7 separate regions of the Mus musculus genome follow, and all the other regions are linked to region 3. A link is a contact called in public HiChIP or PLAC-seq and promoter capture Hi-C data. All regions are on one chromosome and are shown on one strand. Each heading gives the region's core, a stretch centred on a gene start, on an enhancer-like site or on the middle of the called end of the contact. The rest is flanking DNA. Distances are from core to core; before and after follow the strand shown.

Region 1 (2,912 bases), core at 247-2,746, 720 kb after region 3:
CTTGGACGGGCAGGGTAGTCTGGAGACCATGAGAGTTTTTTGACCAGTGGTTCTCAACCAATACCACTGACTTAAATTTGATGAAGACTTCTTGGAAGTATCATCAGAATAAGGAAAGAGACCTAACAATGTCCACTTTAACCAGTCTTTTTCTACCACCTCTGAGGTGGTAGAGGCTGAGCATGCTACTCCTCTAGGCTCTTCTGTTACCGGCTTTAGAAAAACCTGCCAATGGCATGGGCCCCATGCACTTAACAACAGGCACTACTTCATAAAGAACTTGTGCTACAAATGGTAAAGACAAGTTGTCAAATGCCCCAAGACTCTGGGCATAGAAAAAAAAAAAAGGTTATACAAACCTTTCCAGCTTAAGTTCTTAAAACTTTTTTTAATTTTTGAATCTCATTTCATCACTACTGAGAATCATGCAGGACAAAAAAAGCATGGGCATTTTTATACTTTCTCATACAATGCTAATGGTTTATCACATTTGTCCCCCAAATTGGGGGGTGGGAGTGGGTGGTGATGGCGATCCAACTCAAAGAGGACATTTTTATGGGATATGTAATCAACGTATGTTTATACTGGAGTTCTGCCTAACATCCTGTGTTGGGTTTGCCTAGTCTCTTACCTCTCTAGCCCTCAGCCTTCCAAACCCAGAGATGAGTCAGTTCACATGTATGTGTTTTGATAAGCGCTAACACCTGACAGCATTTGATAAGCCGCGAGGAGCTAGGAGAACGGTAGCAGTGAGGGCTGAGCACGTTAACTATCGCTATCTTAATCTTCACAATCCTGGACTAACAAGCGACCTCACTGTACAGATTAGAAACCTGCAAAATAAGTCACAGCGACTCTCGCCCAACACCGCATCACGAAAAGCAGCCAACGGCGGCAATTTCAAAAGTGACAGTGTGAACTTTTCATCCAGCCCGGCAAGAGTGAGCGTGCGGTGCTGGGCCGCGGGCCCTGGCGCCGGCCCGCAGGAGCCGCGCGGGGTGCAGCCCGGACTGCCCCGGGAGTATCCCAAGACAGGCAGAGTCTCAGAAACAAGCTGCCTCGGACGCCTTCGACAACCCGCGTGAGGGGAGGACAAGACAGACCCTGCAGGAGCGGGGGACGAGGCCCGCGGACGCAGAACATTCTGGGACGTGGGAAGCCTTGGGGTCAGGTGAGAAGGCCGGATGCGAAGGCTGCGGCCACGACCCGCAGTGCGCCGGGACAGGGGCCTCTGGGGGCCAGGCGGGACAGCTGCAGTCCCAGCCCACCCGGACCGCAGCGAGACAAACCACGGGGCGCATGCAGTTCAGTGGCATCCCCCGGCCGCAGCGTCGCCTTCACAGGCAGGCGCGCCGGAGAACCCCGCGTCCTCTCACCTGGAGCGCGGCGGAACCAGCTACAGCGGACGAAAAAGCCGGCCGCAGCGGAACCTAAGGAGACCGGAAGCGAGGGGCGGGACCGGAACCGGCGGGCGGACCGGAAAGTGTGGTTGAGACCGGAAATGTGTTGTAGGGGAGGGGGAAATGCGGCTGCCGCTTGTTTGGTTTCTCCTCCGATGTGACGCCTGCGGAGCCCAGGCCGGCCGAGTGTTTTCCAGACTTTGACCTCTGTGAAAGAGACCCCTCCCGGTTCTTGGTGGCCGCCGCCGGCTGTTCTGCGCATGCTCCGGCCCGGTGGCGACTTTTTTTTTTTTTCCACCAGAGCTGAGCTTTGCGGAGCCCTGTGACTCCTGTGGCAGTGTCGCGTTCCGAATGAAGCCGACCTTTGAGGACTGAAGAGGAGACTTTTCTAGAGACGCAAGGAGCCAGGAATATAATTTGCCCACTCCAGGGGAAAGCCGGCCAAAGTGATCCAAACACTCATGGAACAAATATCCGTGTGACAACGGTGTTCCAGATCTGTGTGTCGGTCGGCTCCACCCACTCGTGCTTGCTTTGCCTCCTTAAATGCAAGGAAAGCTAGTTCTCTTTACAGAAGAATGCCATGCTTTCATAGAAATAAATGCTGCAGCGTTCGAAGTCACTCGGAGAGACCGGAGACTCCGTTTAAATTATAGTTATCCGAGTTTTTCTTCTTAAGCAGCCGCTCTCTTTAGTTCCTGTGAGCTAAAACAGGAAAGGGGCTTTTAAGGGCAGTTACAATTACTTCATTTCTGTGGGATTGACAGCTATGTGAGGAACTGCCTCACCCCCACCCCCCACCCCCTGTGCGTAATGATGAGCGGAGTTCGCAGAAATCAGAGCCAGCAGTTAATCATTTCATAGCAGTTTTCCAATTCATGGGGAAGGGGCAAGGAGTCAGAGTTGCTAGGAACTTATCTTTTCGGAATTTAGAATGGGTGCCTCACATAAAGTGGAGTTTTTCTTAGCTATCAAAGCAGTCTCCATTTGAACCCCTGGAGGCGGCTCTTGCCTGTAATCCCAGCTGAGGCAGTAGGATAGTGCATAAATTTGAAGCCAGCCTGGGCATAGGGAATTCTAGTTCCAGCCCTGGGATACAGACTGAAACTCTGACTCAGACAGAAGAAAGCCTCAACGGGACCTAACCCTTCTCATCCATTCAAGAAATTCCCAGTGTTACTTGTTATGCAAAAGAAAAAAGAAAAGAAAGACCTAAAAAGTAACTTGAAGAATGTTTACATCATCAGCCCCTAGATAAGTATATCTGATACTTTTTAAAACTTCAAATTCAATCTTAGAGACCCATAAGAGGCGTGGCCACCTCTTGACAGTTGTTCTCAGACTTCCTGTGCCTTGGTACAAACAGACCCACAGAAAAATTAATGTAATTGGAGGGAGGGGGAAAACATGGTTTCTCTATGTATAGCTCAGGCTTGCCTGGAACTCACAAAGATCCACCTGCCCAAGTGCTAGAATCAAAGGCATGCACCAGCATGTATGGCTAAATTAATG
Region 2 (2,817 bases), core at 138-2,637, 750 kb after region 3:
TATAGCATATGTGAGCAAATGGGCAGTTTTTACTATGGGTTCTTTTCTGATAATATGCACAGAAAGTAGGTTCCTACCACAACATCCTGTGTGAGCCCAGTTGTGTTTAAGGTAGACAGGTGCCTAGAGACAAGTACTCCTCATTGGGTGAGACAAGAATGGGGCATCAATTTACAGTGCGTGGAGTTTTTGTTGTTGTTTTTCTTCCCCAGCAGCCAATGTTAAAAGTCTGCTTAAGAATCTGGCAAAACCTGACGTTTTTAAGGCTCAACCAACACTCCCAAGACCAAAAGAATAGTGTTTACACTTCAAAAGATAGAACCACTTGTATATAGTGATGTATACATTAGGGAAGAAGTTACCCTTCTTCCCATGTCTCCAGCTGCAAATAAACCCCGTCGATGGCCACTCTACAATTTCTGAAAATGGTGGTATGGTGCTGCTGCTGTTGGTGGTGCTAGTGTTGCTGTTGGTGGTGATGCTGATGCTGGTGGTGGTTGTGGTGGTGCTGGTCAAGGGGTGGTGGTGGTGGTAGTTGTTGTTGGTGGTGGTGGTGCTAGTGGTGGTGGTGGTGCTAGTGGTGGTGGTGGTGGTGGTGGTTGTTGGTGGTGGTGGTGGGTGGTGGTGGTTGTTGTTGTTGGTGGTGGTGGTGGGTGGTGGTGGTGGTTGGTGGTGGTGGTGGTGGTGGTGGTGGTGGGTGGTGGTGGTGGTGGTGGTGGGTGGTGGTGGTGGTTGGTGGTGGTGGTGGTGGTGGTGGGTGGTGGTGGTGGTGGTGGTGGTGGTGGTGGTGGTTGGTGGTGGTGGTGGTGGTGGTGGTGGTGGTGGGTGGTGGTGGTGGTGGTGGTGGTGGTGGTGGTGGTGGTGGGTGGTGGTGGTGGTGGTGGTGGTGGTGGTGGTGGTGGTGGTGGTGGTGGGTGGTGGTGGTGGTGGTGGTGGTGGTGGGTGGTGGTGGTGGAGGTGGTGGAGGTGGTGATAGTGATGGTGTAGTCTCAGGAAAGCCAGTCTCCCAGAGTTGAGTTAGGAAGGCTGCTCCTTTCCCAAAGCCTGTCCTGGGCCTCTGCGCAGAGCCTCAGCCAAAGGCTTGTTCCTTAGTGCCACCTTCCTGGTCCCCAAACTCCAGAGCTTTTCCCAAGACCAGATTGGCACCTGGGCTCTCAGTAATCTACATGTACTGCTTGAGAGAATTGCCTTGACTGGAGTCCACTCCCAGTTCCTTCTAGAAGTCAGCATTATTCACGGAAAAGCTGGAACCAACTCCTCTTTCAGTTTCAAAGACTGCACCAGGAAGTCCCAGCAGGCTCTCTGAAAGACACCAACACCTGTGAGGTCCCAGTTCAGTTATGTCTCATTGCTCACAGGCATGCCTCCAAAGCCCTCCAGTGCTTGAGAAACAAAGAAGAAAGGCCCTGGGGAGAGGGCCCTCCCCCCTGAGAGAGCAGAACTGGGCTAACAGGAAACCAGGCTGTCCTTTCTTGGCTTAGAAAGCGTGATGCCTTTATTAGTCTGAAAGAGTTTAGAGGGAAAAGTTACAGGGCTGTCACTAACCTGGGCCCTCTGAGCATACGATTCTTTCAAGTTGACAGCAAGGGTCTGACATCAGAGTAGCAATGGTTGTCTAACACTGTGAACATACTTAAAGGCACTGGTTCAAATACTTTTTTAAAAGAAAATGATTGGCTCATGCTTTCTGAATTTCACTTCAATAAAACTCCCATTTGATTAGTCTTCTGGGCAATCTTCCCTCTCTGCCAAGTGAGATCCTGCTTGCAGATCTGTAAGCCAAGAACAGCAGCCTAATCTTAAAATTCCCTAGAAGTTTTAACCTCTTGTGTTTGTTCTTTTCCTTCCCTTTAACTTCTTGTAACTGCTGACTCGGACTCGGGTGAAGACAAACCACCTCTTATTAAGGCTGTGCCATTGCCTCATGTGTTGACCTTAGGGCTACTTTAGTCGGATCTTCTTGCACTTGGACTTCCCCTGCATTTTCTAACAACCAGCTCACTCCTTTTCTTTTATTCTCAGCTCAATTGCTTCTGAATGCTCAGATTGCTCTTAAAAATCTGCCGTGTCAACTATGGGCAAACAATGGCTTCTGAGGGGGGGGGGGAGTTTAGCTTTCTCTATGGGTCAAGCCCTTTAATAAGTTATCCAAGCCCAAGTGTTCAGCCCTTAACACATATGCATACAAGCAAGACTAAATGGGCTCCGTGGGGTATATGTGTGTTTATGTATAGTCAAGGAGCAGTAACAACCGGGGCAGGGGGTATGAACTTGAGAGGGAGTGAAGATGGCATGGAAGGAGTTGGAGAGGCAAGAGGAAGTGGTGAAATGTGGTAAATAAGAATACATGTATGAAATTATCAAAAATTTTTCAATTTTAAAAATCTGTCATTTAACCCCCTGGTAAAGAATAGGATATTTTCATATTATTGCTAATAACCACCTTAAAAAAAACAAACAAACTTAAGACTACTTGATCCCAGGCTGCCTTTGTAAAAGATTGAAATTGGGGGCGTGGAGGTGATCATTGGTTAACAGTGCTTGCTGTGCAGATATGAGGAGCCGAGTTCAGATGCCCAACAAACACCCAAGGAAAAAGCTGACTGTGGACTCTCAGGTCTGGAGCAGCACCGGGAACCAGCCTACCTGAAAAGTGGCCAGCTCCAGGCTCTGTGGCAATGCCTGCCTCAGAAGAAGGTGATAAAGCATGGTAGATCAGGGCATCCGACATCTTTCAATGACTTACTTGGTGTACACGCATGTGAATGCTGGAACCTCAAACACACACACACACACACACACACACACACACACACT
Region 3 (2,821 bases), core at 266-2,765:
AGGGTTTCTCTGTGTAGCCCTGGCTATCCTGGAACTCACTTTGTAGACCAGGCTGGCCTCGAACTCAGAAATCTGCCTGCCTCTGCCTCCTGAGTGCTGAGATTAAAGGAGTGCACCACCATGCCCGGCTTGTTTTTTTTTGTTTGTTTGTTTTTGTTTTTTGAGACAGGGTTTCTCTGTGTGACCCTGGCTGTTCTGGAACTTGTTTTGTTCATCAGGCTGGCCTTGATCTCAGAGATCCACCCTCCTCTGTCTCCCCATTGCTGGATTAAAGGAGTATGGATCATGCCTGTCCAAGGAAGTCATTTTAAAAACAGGATATCACCAATTGTGGTGGCCCATTCCTGCAGTCTCATCATTGGGGAGATGTAGTTAGAAAGATCAGAAGTTCAAGGCCATCCTTGGTTACACAGCAAATGTGAGGCTAGCCTGGGCTATGAGACCCTGTATTAGGCCCCTCCCCAGCCCCAAACTAGAGTATAATAAACTCACACTCAATGCCAATTATCATTTTAACTGATAGTCTTGCTGATCAAATATGGTATCAGACTTATACCAAGACTAACATCCCCACTTCCCACTGGTGTTGGAGACCGAATCTCAGACTTTGTGGTACATGTAAGCCATTTAAACAACTGAACCACACCCTCGATCCATACCCTAAATGAAAAGACTGATTTTAATGTGACTTTTCCACGTCCGGCAGCTTGCTGGATGGCACAAATTAGACAGAATCCAAAACAGCTGCAGGGGAAAAAAAAAGAAAGAAAGAAAGAAAGAAAGAAAGAAAGAGTTCTAATCTTTGTTCAGAATAAATGACCAAGTTGTCAACAGGAAACAATGAAGTCCGAATGGGACACTATCGCCACCGGGAGCCGAAGAATAAGTTTCTTATGGAGCCCAAGATGGCATCTGTGCCCAAATCGTGCTTATCATCGTAAGCAAATGCAAGCGGTATAGCTTAGGTAGCTAATTCTGGAAGGGGAGCCTTTGCGCAGATGTTTTCACAGGCATCCTCCAGGGACTCAGAACTCAGCCTTGGAAGAGCCGGTTCTCAACTCTCGCTGCGCAACCCTGCTGCCCAGATCCTGACAATATTGGTCTGCAGTCAGGTCAGAGCATCTCTGTTTTTTTAAAGTGACTCTGATGATTTTACGTTCATCCTATTAACCACTGCTGCTCTAGAAGCTGAGTCAGAACCTCTGCGGTGCCTGCCACCCCTCTGGTCGCAGCAAAACCACGCCAATGACCCAGTGTCGCGTTAAAGTCCGAATTCGTCCTAGCCTGTTAAAAGGAAAAGTTAAAAGGGAGGGTCAGGACTCGCAGGCTTCGCTTTTACTCGAGTGTCGCGTCCCTCCCGGCTATGAGTCAAGGTTAGAAAAGCCCCTCCCCGCGCGACCCCGCGCCTGTCCCAGGCCACAGTCCTCACCGAACGCCGCGAGACCCACGATGGGCTTCACAACCTCCCAGCTCCTCTCTCCACCGCTCCTGCCTCCGAGTCCTTCTACTTCCTCCTGAGTCAGGTGCACTTCCGGCCGCGCTGGCCAATGGCGCCATTGCTGGCAAAGCATTCTGGGAAATGTAGTGGCCAACTCGAAGAGAGTGAGCGGAAGTAGCTGTGTGACGTCACTGTACGGCTCAGTACTATGAGCCTCAGCTGTCATCTTGAGTTATGTCAAATCCTGCCAATTAGCACAAAGTAATTTTTCAAACGCGACTACTTGTGGCTTTAAAAACGTCTTTATTCTGGCGTCCCTCATGTTAGGAATGTGCATAAGAACCCGAAAACATCCTTCGTCCCTAAATAAACATTTCTTTCCAGTAGTTTCCAAAGTGCCTTTCAAGAGCTCTGTTAGGAGAGTAACAGTTTTCAAAACAGTAAATATTACACACTTTTTCCACTCATTTTCTCATGACTGTACAGCGCTTTCCAGAGGTTGTCTTCTGATATAGTGCAACAGAAGGAATACAAAAAGGGGTGAATTATTCTAGCTGTTAGGCAAGTCCGTCTATTTGTGAGCTAGACCTCCAGGCCTTCACCTGTCCTGTATTAAATCAGAGATTTGCAAAAAATTGAAACAATGCCATTCTTCTTGTGACAGGATAGCAAAGATGGAGAAAATTAAAAAGACATCGGAAAGGAAAGTAGCCTTTCATCAAGACTGGTTAAGTCTCTCCTAGGCTCAGTCATGAATTCCCACAAGGGGCTAGGAAGCATGACTTAGCAATTGAGAGCAATGACTGCACTTTCAGAGGACCAGGGTTCAATCCCCAGTACTCACATAGCAGCTTACCACAACTTTAACTCCAGTTCCAGGGCATTTAAGATCCTCTTCTGAACTTCATGGCCACCAGGCACACACATGGTAAACAGGCATACATGTAAACAAACACTCATGCACACCAGAAGAGTTAATTAGATAACAGTAAAGTTAAAAAAATTCCATAGAGTTATACAAAATTTCATAGACAGAAATACTGTTCCTTTGATTTATTTGTTTTTAAATGTAGATACTTTAAGAATTAACACAGAAGCTAGGCAGTGGTGTCACTTGCCTTTAATCCCAGCACATGGGAGGCAGAGGCAGGCAGATTTCTGAGTTGAGGCCAGCCTTGTCTAAAGAGTGAGTTCGAGGACAGCCGGAGCTATACAGAATTATTAAAAAAAAAAAAGATTTAACACTGAAATGAAACATAAGACATACCCATACCGCTGGGCTGTGGTGGCGCACGCCTTTAATCCCAGCACTTGGGAGGCAGAGGCAGGGGGATTTCTGAGTTCGAGGCCAGACTGGTCTACAAAGTGAGTTCCAGGACAGCC
Region 4 (2,700 bases), core at 94-2,593, 840 kb after region 3:
CCCATTGGACACGCAGACTTTGTGTGCCCCGGTACAGGGGAACGCCAGGGCCAAAGGGGGGGAGTGGGTGGGTAGGGGAGTGGGGGTGGGTGGGTAAGGGGGACTTTTGTTATAGCATTGGAAATGTAAATGAGCTAAATACCTAATAAAAAATGGAAAAAAAAAAAAAACCCCAGTGCCAATAGACAACTTCCCAATTGAAACTCCATTTTCTTTCTTTCTTTCTTTCTTTCTTTCTTTCTTTCTTTCTTTCTTTCTTTCTTTCTTTCTTTCTTTCTTCCTTCCTTCCTTCCTTCCTTCCTTCCTTTCTCTCTCTCTCTCTCTCTCTCTCTTATTTTCTCTCTCTCTCTCTTTCTTTCTTTCCCTTTTTTCTTTTTTTCTTTCTTTTTTTTGGATAGGCAGGGTTATATTTCAGGACATTTCTCTGGTTCACACTACACTTCCTTTATTCAAAATTAAGCGTGATAGTTGGGGTTAAGGCAAGGGCTCGGCCTGGATACAGGTTGTGTAAAGGTTCAGAGGGCTCGCTTTGTGGCTCAGAGGCAGAGCAATAGCCTCACATGCATGGCACCCTAGTCCAATCTCCACTGCAGCAAATTAGGAAGCTTTAGATATACTCTGTAATTAATGTAGAACTGTAATCTACGTCTGACACTTCAGATACAGATGATGTCATCTATACCTGAGTCAGCTCATGAAATCTAAGACTCTGGATGATGTAAGAATTAATTAATAAAAAATGGGAGTATAGGGAAGGTTCCCTTTTTATGTTAAAATCCTAATGAGTAAAATTAGAGTAAAAAATGACAGCATTAGGTTACTATTTTGCAACTGTTACTTCATTGAGGTTTCAAGCAAAAACATCAGCTTTGCAAACTCGAACATTGTTACTCCATGAATCCCTTATTAATTAGAAGAGAATTCACAGCAGCTTTCTAAGATGGAATCTTGGTGGTCAGGACCACTGTAACCAAACACTCAATATAACCAGTGCCATGACAAGCCTTTGTCATGTGCCTTTTGCTATGATTTGAATATATATATATATATATATATATATATATATATATATATTCTTCAGCATATAATCCTATATGTGGGATTACTGTTCAAGTATATCTCATAACCATAGCAGACAAACTCAAACTAGGGAACAGTGTACAAAAGAATATTTCTGCTTTCATGGTAAGCCTGATTAAATCAAAGGTCTTCTAGACAGGTGCACTACCAAAGATTACCACTAGATGTCACCATGGTCCTGCAGTTTGTTCAGTTTTCCAACTGCCTTTGTGGGTGCATCCGTTGTTCTTGGATTCTTAAAGCAGATACATTTAAGCAATTCTAACACACACAGACTTGGAAAGACCTACAAATTAAGTAAGGTTAGAGGTAATGGAGGTGGAGAACGAAGTTTTAGATTAAGTTTGTGTCTACCATTTCATACTGTGGACTGGGTGATTCCTGCTGACCCCCAGGCCCTGGTTTCCTTATGTGTAAAATGATTAGGGTAAGCTTTAAGGTAGGGATTAGGGTAGCCTTTAAGCTGATATTTTCTGATTGAAAGTGTTTCAGTGTTCTTACGAGAAATTTTTCTCTGGACCACTCTGGACCCATTACTGTTTACTCTGTCAGCCTGCCCCTCCCTCTGCCCCACACCCCCTTATTTTTTTTTAAATTAGATATTTTCTTTATTTAAATTTCAAATGTTATCCCCTTTCCTGGTTTCCTCTCCCAAAACATCCTCTCCCCCTCCCCCCTCCCCCTGCTCACCAACCCACCCACTCCTGCTTCCTGGCCCTGGCATTCCCCTATACTGGGGCATAGAGCCTTTACAGGACCAAGGGCCTATCCTCCCATTGATGACCGACCAGGCCATCCTCTGCTACATATGCAACTAGGGCCATGAGTCCCACCATGTGTTTTCTTTGATTGGTGGTTTAATCCCAGGGAGCTCTGGGGGTACTGGTTAATTCATATTGTTGCTCCTTCTATGAGGCTGCAAAACACTTCAGCTCCTTGGGTACTTTCTCAAGCTCCTTCATTGAGGACCCTGTGCTCCGTCCAATGGATGACTGTGAGCATCCACTTCTGTATTTGTCAGGCACTGGCAAAGCCTCACAGCAGACAGCTATATCAGGCTCCTATCAGCAAGCTCTTGTTGGCTTCCACAATAGTGTCTGGGTTTGGTGATTGTATATGGGATGGACCTCCAGGCCCACACCCCCTTATTTATCTCATTTGTGTTTATCTCTGTTTATGTAAATGGAAGTAAAGAGATCTCAATAATGTTACAATCACAAATGTAAACCTTTTCCCTTGCATAAGTAGAAGGTACCCAGAGGGAATAACTTAGAGACTGTAGATATGATCCAGTGGATCAGCCAGGCAAGAGGACTGGCTGCCAGTAATTCCAGAACCCGGGACGTAAAGATCCCCTTGGCAAGTTGGCTAGTGAGACTAGCCAGAATTGGAGACCTTTAGGGTTAAAGAGAGACCCTGCCTCCGTAAGTAAGGGGGGATTGATTGAAGAAGACATTTGCCTTCAACTCTGGACTACCACATTCATGCGCACACACATGCACACATGCACCACCATACATGTGCAGCCACACATATGTGACCATGAAAATATAAACACATACTGGCTCCACACATATGTATAAATACACACCCCTCCATATATATATTAGAGTGGGGTAA
Region 5 (2,702 bases), core at 188-2,687, 630 kb after region 3:
AGAATACTTCAAAGAAGTGTCTAGTGAGTGTTCCATCCTAAGTGGCAACATCGAGGAGGAGGGGTGGAGAGAGCAGAGAGAAGGGCCGTGGAATGCTGTCTTCTGGGCAGCACATGGCATTGCAGTCATGAATTCATAGAAGCTCTGGTTGGTTACCTGCGCAGGACACAGTCAACAGTATCAGTCAACATCCCATCAGGCAGGACTGATTGTCCTCAGTGATTCACAGAGGCAGCAATAGAGGAGGAGGAAGAGAGATGGAGAGGGAGGGGTTCCTATGGGTTCCTGAGAGGATCAGGAAGTGTGAGTTAGGGATGAATATGATCAAAATACAGTGTTTACATGTATGAAGTTGTAAAAGAAAAAAATATTCTCTCTTTTTCTCTCTCTTTTTTTTTTCATACAGGCTCTCACTGTGTATCTCTGGCTGAACTGGAACTCACTATGTAGATGACCAGGCTGGATCCAGCTCCCAGATCCACCTACTTTTGTACCCTAAGTGTTGGGACTAAAGTTGGGCACCATTGCACTTAGCAGATTATACTATTTTTTTAAGTTCACATCCCTTTCCTGAATGAACAGCTAAGTGTTAAATTAAGATCGAGGGGGCTCTCAAGAAGATGAGTTGCAACAGGGGGCAGTCTGTCCTTGCAGCAGTTGCTCCCACACAGTAGCCCCTGCACCCACTCAGCCAATAGAGACTCTGAGAGCCATGCAACAGCTCTACCAAACGATGGACAGTGTGTATGTGGCTGTCATTCCACCCACCTCAGCAACCAATGCATGTCTCAAATGGGACAGTCATGACAGGGATGCACTGTCACTGACAGACTGACAGCTTTCTCTTTCATTTCTTCTCCCTTCTTTTGGAGAATAAGATATCGCCTAACATGATCCTTGGTTTCTAGGTTACCCCCAAGTTTGGACATGATTGGTTTAAGGACCAAGCTAGTCAATCACTTCAGACACTACCCAAAATATCAGTCATTGGGAAGAAGCCACCATGAGATGGCACAGGAAACTACCAGGCAGGGTACGCAAACAGACAGTGTAGCCTCATAAGCTAGGTGCCTCCAAAAGTTTGACTTGTGCCCGTTGTGGATCCACCTTCAGGGCAGTGGAACCTGGGTCAGTTTTCTGTACCACCTGTGTGATACTGAGCACTGGCTCAGCTTTCAATGGCCATTTTAATCTGATCAAAACAGAAACCTGGGGTCTGGGTTTGGATGAAATCACAGTGTTTTGGTTCCTAACAAGCAGTGAGCTTACAGGAGGAACCCTGTCTTTTTCTTTTCCTCCCTTGTGGTATTTTCTTTGTTTGGATTTTCCATGGAGTTTCCTCTCTTAACATTAGATCTTTGGGTTTCTATGGCTCTACACCGATTTCCTCTTTGTCACTAAGCCTTCTTCCTACTCTTCCCTTGGCCTCCGCTTCGTCCACATGACTCCTTCTTCCTCTATTTCCTCCTCTCCGTTTCCCTTCTAATTCCTTGAACATGCCTGCCCCTACTGAGAAGTGAAAACCCTGTCAGGGAGAGAAAGTGGAGTTTGTGGGCTTAAAGCAAAAACACTCGTGTCCGGTCTGGACAGGAAGCCAGGACTTGTCTCTGAGTATCCATGGGCTTCAGATACACAGTGAGCTGTGGTTTCCCCACCCCTGGCAAGAACAGGAATGTTAATGGCAAGAAATCGAGTATGACACTGTGTATATAACTGCTCTATCAAGAAAGACCTAGGCTTGATTCCCAACACAACTATGGTGGCTCACAACCTTAACTCCAGCCATAGGGGACCTGATGAACTCTTCTGGCCTTTGGAGGCACCAGGTGTGCACATTGTACACAGACAAAATACCCCTATAACAGATAGAAAGATTAGAAAGCATCAGTGGGGGGGGGGCAGAAGGCTAGCTCACTGGGTAAAAGCTTGCCACCCAAGTCTGACTACCTGCTTTTCACCCCCAGAATCCACATAAAAGGCAGGATGTGGCACACATCTATGACCTCGACATTCCTATGGAGAGATTGGAGGATGAGTAGGGAAAATATCTGGAAGATCATTGCCCAGCTAGTTTGGAGGAGAGAGGGCAGTAGCAGCAACAAGAGAGATCTTGCTTCGTAAAAGCAAGGTGGGAGACAAGAACCAATGTTCAAAAGTTGTCCATGCACACACACACACACACACACACACATACACACACACTTTTTTTCTCTGAAGACATAGAGGGACTTAAACTTGCCCTTCAGACCTTCTCATAAATTGGTTTATTTTTATGGGCCTGACTATCAGATAGTGAAAGACACTCATCGGTCTCTTGGTTTCATTTCAAGAAAGATGGTTGCACATTTTCTTCACCATCTGAGAAATGTGGTTACACTCACGATTTCACACACTTACTTGTGGTGGTGAATTGAATCTGTCAGTGTAGTTTCTGTGTTTAGCTGACCTATTTCATAATCCAAACATTTGATTTTTTTAAAAAAATGAAATACAGAGACATATTAGAGACATATCAGAAAAAAAGGGAGTCTGTATCACTGGTGACTCCCCAAGGAGACGTTCAAAAAGACATGGCTTCTGTAGGTGGATGCTGACAACCATGTCCACCAAATTCAGTGGGATTCTATTCTGTCACTACCTGCTTGCTGCACATGCTCCCTGCCACGAATTTTGCTGGAGGAGTCTGGGAAGGTTCTGAGGAA
Region 6 (2,700 bases), core at 145-2,644, 600 kb after region 3:
CCAGCCTGGGGGCTTTCCAGCATCATGGGATGCTGATGGGGAGTACTTTGAGGAAGGGATCACGCACCTCATCCATGTTCCACCCACATCTTTTTCTTGTCCAGAGCAGAACCCTTTGCCCAGGGACTGTCCCTCCTCAGACTAGGGGCTTTCTAAAGAGTCAAACAATGTCCAGTGAAAATGTTAATTAACTGTGTTGCGGTTTTGGTCTCTCTTCTGCTGTCACTTCTTAAATAGTTGCTCCAAGCTATCACTCCTCCTAGGCCTGCCTTTCTCTTCCTGCTTCTGTTACGAGGCCCACAGTAGAATTCAAAGAGGTTTGGTCCTCACCAGGTTCATCTTTCTGATGCCCTCTTCTTTCTCAGCCTTCTCTCCTTCTCTCTCTCTCTCCCTCCCTCCCTCTCTCTCTCTCTCTCTCTCTCTCTCTCTCTCTCTCTCTCTCTCTCTCTCTCTCTCTCTCTCAAACACACACACACACACACACACACATTCTGTTCCATCAGAGCAACTAAGCCTTAAGAGAAAAGTATTAGGACACTGCCCTAGACCTCATGATTACCAGAAGGGAAGAATGCCTGGAACTGCTTCTCAGAGGGATGCAGAAGGAGGGAAACACTTGTCAGTCAATGTGGGTCAGAAAGACCTTAACTCATGAGGACCTTAACCCCCAAGAAGTAATTAGAACCATTATGTCCTCACCTCCTCATGAGCTTCTGAGTTTGAAGGGGTTCCCGGCAATGCATCAGTTCTTCTCTGTGAACTATTGAGTTTTATGGCCCAGAGATTATGCCTCTTTAAGCCTGAGAAGTTCTGCCCCTGTGTAAGAAGTATATCCAGGGAGCTGAAGAAACTGCAGCTCTCCAAGAAAAGCACTGGGCCCTAGCATTCAATTTCTGCAAAGATAGACTCCTAGCAACTCCAGCTGCACCCATGTTTATCAAGGAGCCTTGGCTTGGCAGCATCCCAACACAAAAATCCTCACCCAGTATATGCTCCAATGTTTCAGACGTGCCATGTTAGGAATTGCCACAGGACCTCACTCTGTTATAGCCACAGCTAGTTTCTTCATATGACTTTTGTGTGTCTCTATCTGCCAACATGCAGCTCATTAGAATGGAAGCTTCTCCAGATCGGAAGCCTGTTTGTCTCATTTACCACTTGTGCTTAGCTTCAGGTGCCAGATAGATGCTCTGTTAAGAACCAATCTACAAATGACTATCTCTACAATGGAAGGCGCTGGCCCCTCACTCACATTCCAGATTCTTGACATCCATGATTCAGGTAGTGGTAGCTAAAAGGAACAGAGAAGTAGGAGAGGCTGTGTCTAGATCTTGGCACTTCGCTAGGCAACTGCCAGGCTCTCGCCAGTGCGCTATTTCACAATGGCATGGTATGCGAGGGCTCTTCTTGCAACATTGGGTCGCGTGGCAAACTGGAAACTCACTAATTAATAAGCACTCAAGTAGGGAAATGTTGAAATGCCATCAGGCCGTGCAGCAGAGAGAGTTGAGCCCTTGTGGCTTGGTGTGAAGGCACACAGACCTTCATTCAGCTATTTCCAGAGCTCACATTTGTTTGTTTGTTTAGCCACTCATTTATTTATTTATTGTTCTAGTTTCCGTCATCGCTCTTGTTTTCATTTTGTGGTGTAGTGCTGTGTTGTTTGGCCACGGTCTCCATGTACATACTAGGCTAGCCTTAGCCTTTCAATCACGCTGCCTCCTCCTCCCCAGTGCTAGAATTACAGGAATGTCCCCTCACAGCTGTCTCCTCCACCCTGACATTTTAGAATGTTTCTCTTTGAGACAACTTATTTCCTTCAGCCAAATTTGTTCTCCTTAAATGTCTTCTTTATCCCCGACCCTGACTTCACCCGACCCCAAACATTTACCTTTACCTGAATTGGATGTCTCCCAATAATGACGCTGTATTGTTGTGATCATTGTGGCCACAGTACCTGACAAGAAAGTAATGAAGGATTTTCTTGAGCTCCCCGTTGGGGTGGGTAGTGTCCTCTATGGCAGGGCAAGCACGGCAGCCAATAGCTCCAGGGTTTCAGATGTGTGCAACAGCTGCGTATGGACAACTCCACAGAGCAGGAAGTTGAGACGGGACAAGAAGTGAAGGCTGGCTATAAATCTCAAGGCCCACCCTAATCAAATGTACTTCCCAGGTCCCTGTGGGGGAACAGGGCCCATCATCTGTCATTTCTCCTCTTTCTTTGAAACACTTCAATGATCAATATAATCCCTACTTTCGGTCTTTACTAATTCCAGATGAATTGCATCCTCCTTATAAACTCTTGGGAAGTTCACTGGCTACTTCAGGTAAGCTACAGCCTGATGGCCAAATCCAAGACATCAGCCAAACCTGTTTGGCATTGTAAATGAAGTTCTATTGTAACACAGTCAGTCATGTCAATTCACTAGGGTTGAATAGTTGTGACAGAAATGACATGATAAACAGGTCTCAATTTGTCTAAATTTGCATGGCAACTCCCATATGCAGAATCAAGGCCTATATAAATTTATACAGATATAATTCAATATATATAATATGCCATATATGATTAATATATATATGTATATATGTATACATACACACACACACACACACACACACATACACATACACACACGCGCGCGCATGCGCGCGCGCGACATAGACCTGCACATCTAGCATTGCTTGCTACCTGTCCAG
Region 7 (2,700 bases), core at 154-2,653, 580 kb after region 3:
TGAGTCCTAGAAGTCCTGGTATTCCTACGAGAGTCAAGACAATGCCTGTGCATCTCCACAAGAGATGGTGCGTGAGCCTTGCTTTCTGCAGGCAGACTCAGTGCTAGAACATATAATCAATATGATCATGCCTCTTGAATGTATGTGCCCACCTTCACTTCAGAAGGATGGACAGAGGTTCCTCGTGTGGAGCTTTGAAGAACCTCACTCTCGACACTCTGGCTCTGACCTTCCCCTGTGAGGTACTGATCTGGATAATATTTCTCCTGTATGAAGCAAACCTGATTCTGTGAATGAAGACCCATCTACTTCTAAGAAAAGCCACCTGATGTTAGTACCACCCAGACCTAGAAAGATGGCCCGTGTGCAGACAGATCCCTTCTGCCAGCCCTTCTGCCTGTTGCCTGGTTGCTTTCCTCATTATCTAGGAATTGTGTTAGACCTGTTTGTTCATTGGCCAGTTCCTTTCCACAATAGAATGAAGGGCCCAATGAAGGCAAAGGTTCTATTCATTTCATCTTATGCTGTCTCTGGTGTTCTCCACCAGAATAGATGCTCAATGTGCAAATGCTGACTAAGTAGATCATTGATTGATTGATTGATTGATTGATTGATTGATGTGCAGGTTCTCTTCTCTCCTCCACAGAGAAAAACAGGCCAGTCAATATTCTTATTATTAACTTGGTGATTACATTTTAAACCCATAAACAGGGGATGTTCTCGGATGCCTCTTATTCCTTACCTTCATCTACAAATGACTTCTATTCTACACTAGACCCAACCTCAGCACCTGGTCTGAGGTTAATGGATATCACTCCAGACTCTACAAGTATCTCTTCAAGGCCATGACAACTTTACTTCAGTAGAGCTAGCCATGACTCCATTTGGTTCAAAAACTATAGAAGGATGCTCTTGGGGATCAAGAGCCAAATACCTAGAGCTTAGCTGTGGTGGAGCTTGGAACATTCACTATCCATCAGCAACTGCTGTGGTGGGGCAGGTAGGGAGAAGTAGAATCCTAGAGACTCATATGGCAGAAGAGTGCCAAGCAGCAGGCAGACTGGGGTAGGTTCTCCTGGCTGGCTCTATCAGGCACCAGCCCATGAAAGCCTTTCAGGCTTCTGAAACCTTGTCTATGACCAGGTGCCTTAAGGGGCTGGGGAGAAAGGCAGGATGACAATTACAGAATCGGGGAAGAAAGAAGAACCAATCACGAAGCAGAGCAGGCTGGGACGGGATCCTCTCTGGTCCCTTACTTGCTGGATTCTAAACTCATCTCACACTTTGTTATAGTTTGGTGAGAGAGATTATGAAATATTTTTTTAAAAAAAGGGGTGAGTAATGTGATCCCTAGGAGGAGGAGAAATAAATCTGGGTGTGGTGCACAGACACAGTCTTTTGTCAACATCTTAAACCTTGGGAATTATTCCAGCTGTCTGTGGATTAGATTGTGGGTAGATCGAGCCCACACTCACAAGACTGAAACAAGATGACTGCAGCACATCTAAGGCCAGCCTTGGCTAGCGTGGGCTAGAGTGTAGCACTGCTTCAAAAGAGAAGAGAAGAAGGGAGAAGGGAGAAAGAAAAAAGAAAGGAGAGGAAAGGAAAGGGAACTCGTTCTGCTACCACAGTCCCACATCCCCGACATCGGAGCCCTGGCTGTGGCTGGGTGGCTGGCTGGCCTAGATCCTCCCAGGGGTTAGCAGTATTTTTCTTTATTGGTGATGGACATGAGACTCTGAGATGACTGCCACCCTGCAGAAGCTCTGGGGTTCTGTAGATGGCATTTCCTATCCTAACCCTGCCTCTAAGCCACTGCCCTTAGCCAAGGCTGCTGCCTTGCCATGTTTCAGTTTCCCCTTCCTCCAAGTGCAGTTCATGACAGGTAACTCCTCTGTCTTTTGATGTCCCTGAAACAGAGGCCACATCTCTCCCCTTGCCTTTGCTGCAGGCGTTTTCTTCCAGGCCTTCCCCTTCCTCATCTCTCCCTCCTGAACCCTTAGCAGACCCCAGAGATCTCCCCACATGACACCACGGTTCCAGATGTTCCCCAGTCTCTGTCACACATGGCTTCCTCCTCCTCGTAGTCTTCTGAAGGGATACAAAGCTATCCCACAAATGCCACCTTAAGAGCAAGTTATCATTTTGTCGCATGTTTGATTACTGGCCCCTTCTCCACAGCAAACATCAGAGTCACAGCTGGCTTTGGCTTCAGGTTTGTCGCTCCAGAGCTGTGTGTCCTAGGCATAGTTGTTGACATTCTCTGCCCCTCACTGTCCCCACGTGAAAAAGTGACATCATAAAACATCTCATAGGGTTCGTGGTAAGAAAGTGCACACAAGCCCTCCAGCACCGTGCCCAGCTCACTCTGTGTGTGCAGTAGTTATGCTAATTGGCACCGCCATTAGCTCTAATAGTTTTGTGTCTCCAGAGGCTGATACTTGAAGCTCATTCCTCTCCAGTTCAATGAGCTTCTAAAATACAATTCTTGGGGTTGGCGATGGCCCTAAGGAGATGCAACCCTCACAGGCTTTGCACAGCTCCTCTCCAGCATCTCTGGACAGAAGAGAGACAAAGGGAAGGATGAAGGATTCGATGGTGTTTCAAGGAGGGTCCATCCAGTCTTGACCATGAGCTGGGCTAACGCATGGAAAATGGCCAATATACACTGAAGGTTTTTCGAATGGTACCTAAGACCCT

Evidence for each region. Promoter capture Hi-C pulls out the DNA fragments that hold promoters and counts their contacts. HiChIP or PLAC-seq counts read pairs in DNA pulled down with a chosen protein or histone mark.
Region 1: a promoter capture Hi-C map of neutrophils shows a contact between it and region 3, with 5 times the contacts expected there. The contact joins the promoter of Ublcp1 here to the promoter of Ttc1 in region 3. A contact is called at or near these places in 18 of 39 promoter capture datasets (the 3T3-L1 cell line, the C10 cell line, the HPC-7 cell line and 12 more), 10 of 484 Hi-C or Micro-C datasets (B cells, bone marrow-derived dendritic cells, cortical glia and 6 more), 24 of 115 datasets of contacts at active chromatin or transcription factors (acute myeloid leukemia, bone marrow-derived dendritic cells, bone marrow-derived macrophages and 19 more) and 5 of 9 other capture datasets (adipose tissue, embryonic stem cells, liver and 2 more).
Region 2: an H3K4me3 HiChIP or PLAC-seq map of bone marrow-derived macrophages shows a contact between it and region 3, with 5 times the contacts expected there. The contact joins the enhancer-like site here to the promoter of Ttc1 in region 3. A contact is called at or near these places in 3 of 39 promoter capture datasets (the HPC-7 cell line, cranial neural crest and stem cell-derived epiblast-like cells), 3 of 115 datasets of contacts at active chromatin or transcription factors (bone marrow-derived macrophages, large pre-B cells and neural tube) and 2 of 9 other capture datasets (embryonic stem cells and macrophages).
Region 4: a promoter capture Hi-C map of hippocampal neurons shows a contact between it and region 3, with 3 times the contacts expected there. The contact joins the promoter of 4930597A21Rik here to the promoter of Ttc1 in region 3. A contact is called at or near these places in 4 of 39 promoter capture datasets (embryonic stem cells, hippocampal neurons, liver and 1 more), 3 of 115 datasets of contacts at active chromatin or transcription factors (bone marrow-derived macrophages, double positive thymocytes and large pre-B cells) and 2 of 9 other capture datasets (adipose tissue and liver).
Region 5: an H3K4me3 HiChIP or PLAC-seq map of bone marrow-derived macrophages shows a contact between it and region 3, with 10 times the contacts expected there. The contact joins the enhancer-like site here to the promoter of Ttc1 in region 3. A contact is called at or near these places in 9 of 39 promoter capture datasets (the 3T3-L1 cell line, 3T3-L1-derived adipocytes, the HPC-7 cell line and 5 more), 1 of 484 Hi-C or Micro-C datasets (bone marrow-derived macrophages), 3 of 115 datasets of contacts at active chromatin or transcription factors (acute myeloid leukemia, bone marrow-derived macrophages and microglia) and 3 of 9 other capture datasets (embryonic stem cells, liver and macrophages).
Region 6: a contact with region 3 is called in a promoter capture Hi-C map of liver, with 9 times the contacts expected there. The contact joins the enhancer-like site here to the promoter of Ttc1 in region 3. A contact is called at or near these places in 13 of 39 promoter capture datasets (the 3T3-L1 cell line, 3T3-L1-derived adipocytes, the C10 cell line and 9 more), 4 of 115 datasets of contacts at active chromatin or transcription factors (bone marrow-derived dendritic cells, embryonic basal ganglia, embryonic midbrain and 1 more) and 2 of 9 other capture datasets (liver and macrophages).
Region 7: a contact with region 3 is called in a CTCF HiChIP or PLAC-seq map of the NIH/3T3 cell line, with 14 read pairs. The contact joins the enhancer-like site here to the promoter of Ttc1 in region 3. A contact is called at or near these places in 13 of 39 promoter capture datasets (the 3T3-L1 cell line, the HPC-7 cell line, cancer-associated fibroblasts and 8 more), 1 of 15 datasets of contacts at CTCF or cohesin (the NIH/3T3 cell line), 3 of 484 Hi-C or Micro-C datasets (B cells, large pre-B cells and long-term hematopoietic stem cells), 18 of 115 datasets of contacts at active chromatin or transcription factors (the 230-238 cell line, VIP interneurons, acute myeloid leukemia and 14 more) and 4 of 9 other capture datasets (adipose tissue, liver, macrophages and 1 more).

Annotation. Positions count from the first base shown.
Region 1 is chr11:44,469,052-44,471,963 of GRCm38.p6, forward strand. It overlaps Ublcp1 (ubiquitin-like domain containing CTD phosphatase 1), which reads right to left and starts at 1,497. Exons shown (of 11, transcript NM_024475.5): 1 at 1,377-1,497.
Region 2 is chr11:44,495,019-44,497,835 of GRCm38.p6, forward strand. No RefSeq gene overlaps it. Among named protein-coding and RNA genes, the nearest start is that of Rnf145, 23 kb to the right of the region's middle. Within about 2 kb of position 1,388, at least 110 of the 459 cell types and tissues checked have an H3K27ac peak or open chromatin away from gene starts, as enhancers often do. A contact at or near this core is called in bone marrow-derived macrophages and macrophages, where this site is marked.
Region 3 is chr11:43,746,493-43,749,313 of GRCm38.p6, forward strand. It overlaps Ttc1 (tetratricopeptide repeat domain 1), which reads right to left and starts at 1,516. Exons shown (of 8, transcript NM_133795.2): 1 at 1,430-1,516.
Region 4 is chr11:44,584,974-44,587,673 of GRCm38.p6, forward strand. 4930597A21Rik (RIKEN cDNA 4930597A21 gene) reads left to right here and starts at 1,344. Exons shown (of 4, transcript NR_126460.1): 1 at 1,344-1,377; 2 at 2,329-2,504.
Region 5 is chr11:44,371,609-44,374,310 of GRCm38.p6, forward strand. No RefSeq gene overlaps it. Among named protein-coding and RNA genes, the nearest start is that of Il12b, 27 kb to the right of the region's middle. Within about 2 kb of position 1,438, at least 4 of the 459 cell types and tissues checked have an H3K27ac peak or open chromatin away from gene starts, as enhancers often do. A contact at or near this core is called in bone marrow-derived macrophages, macrophages and microglia, where this site is marked.
Region 6 is chr11:44,348,372-44,351,071 of GRCm38.p6, forward strand. No RefSeq gene overlaps it. Among named protein-coding and RNA genes, the nearest start is that of Il12b, 50 kb to the right of the region's middle. Within about 2 kb of position 1,395, at least 20 of the 459 cell types and tissues checked have an H3K27ac peak or open chromatin away from gene starts, as enhancers often do. A contact at or near this core is called in bone marrow-derived dendritic cells, where this site is marked.
Region 7 is chr11:44,328,273-44,330,972 of GRCm38.p6, forward strand. No RefSeq gene overlaps it. Among named protein-coding and RNA genes, the nearest start is that of Il12b, 70 kb to the right of the region's middle. Within about 2 kb of position 1,404, at least 10 of the 459 cell types and tissues checked have an H3K27ac peak or open chromatin away from gene starts, as enhancers often do. A contact at or near this core is called in the NIH/3T3 cell line, where this site is marked.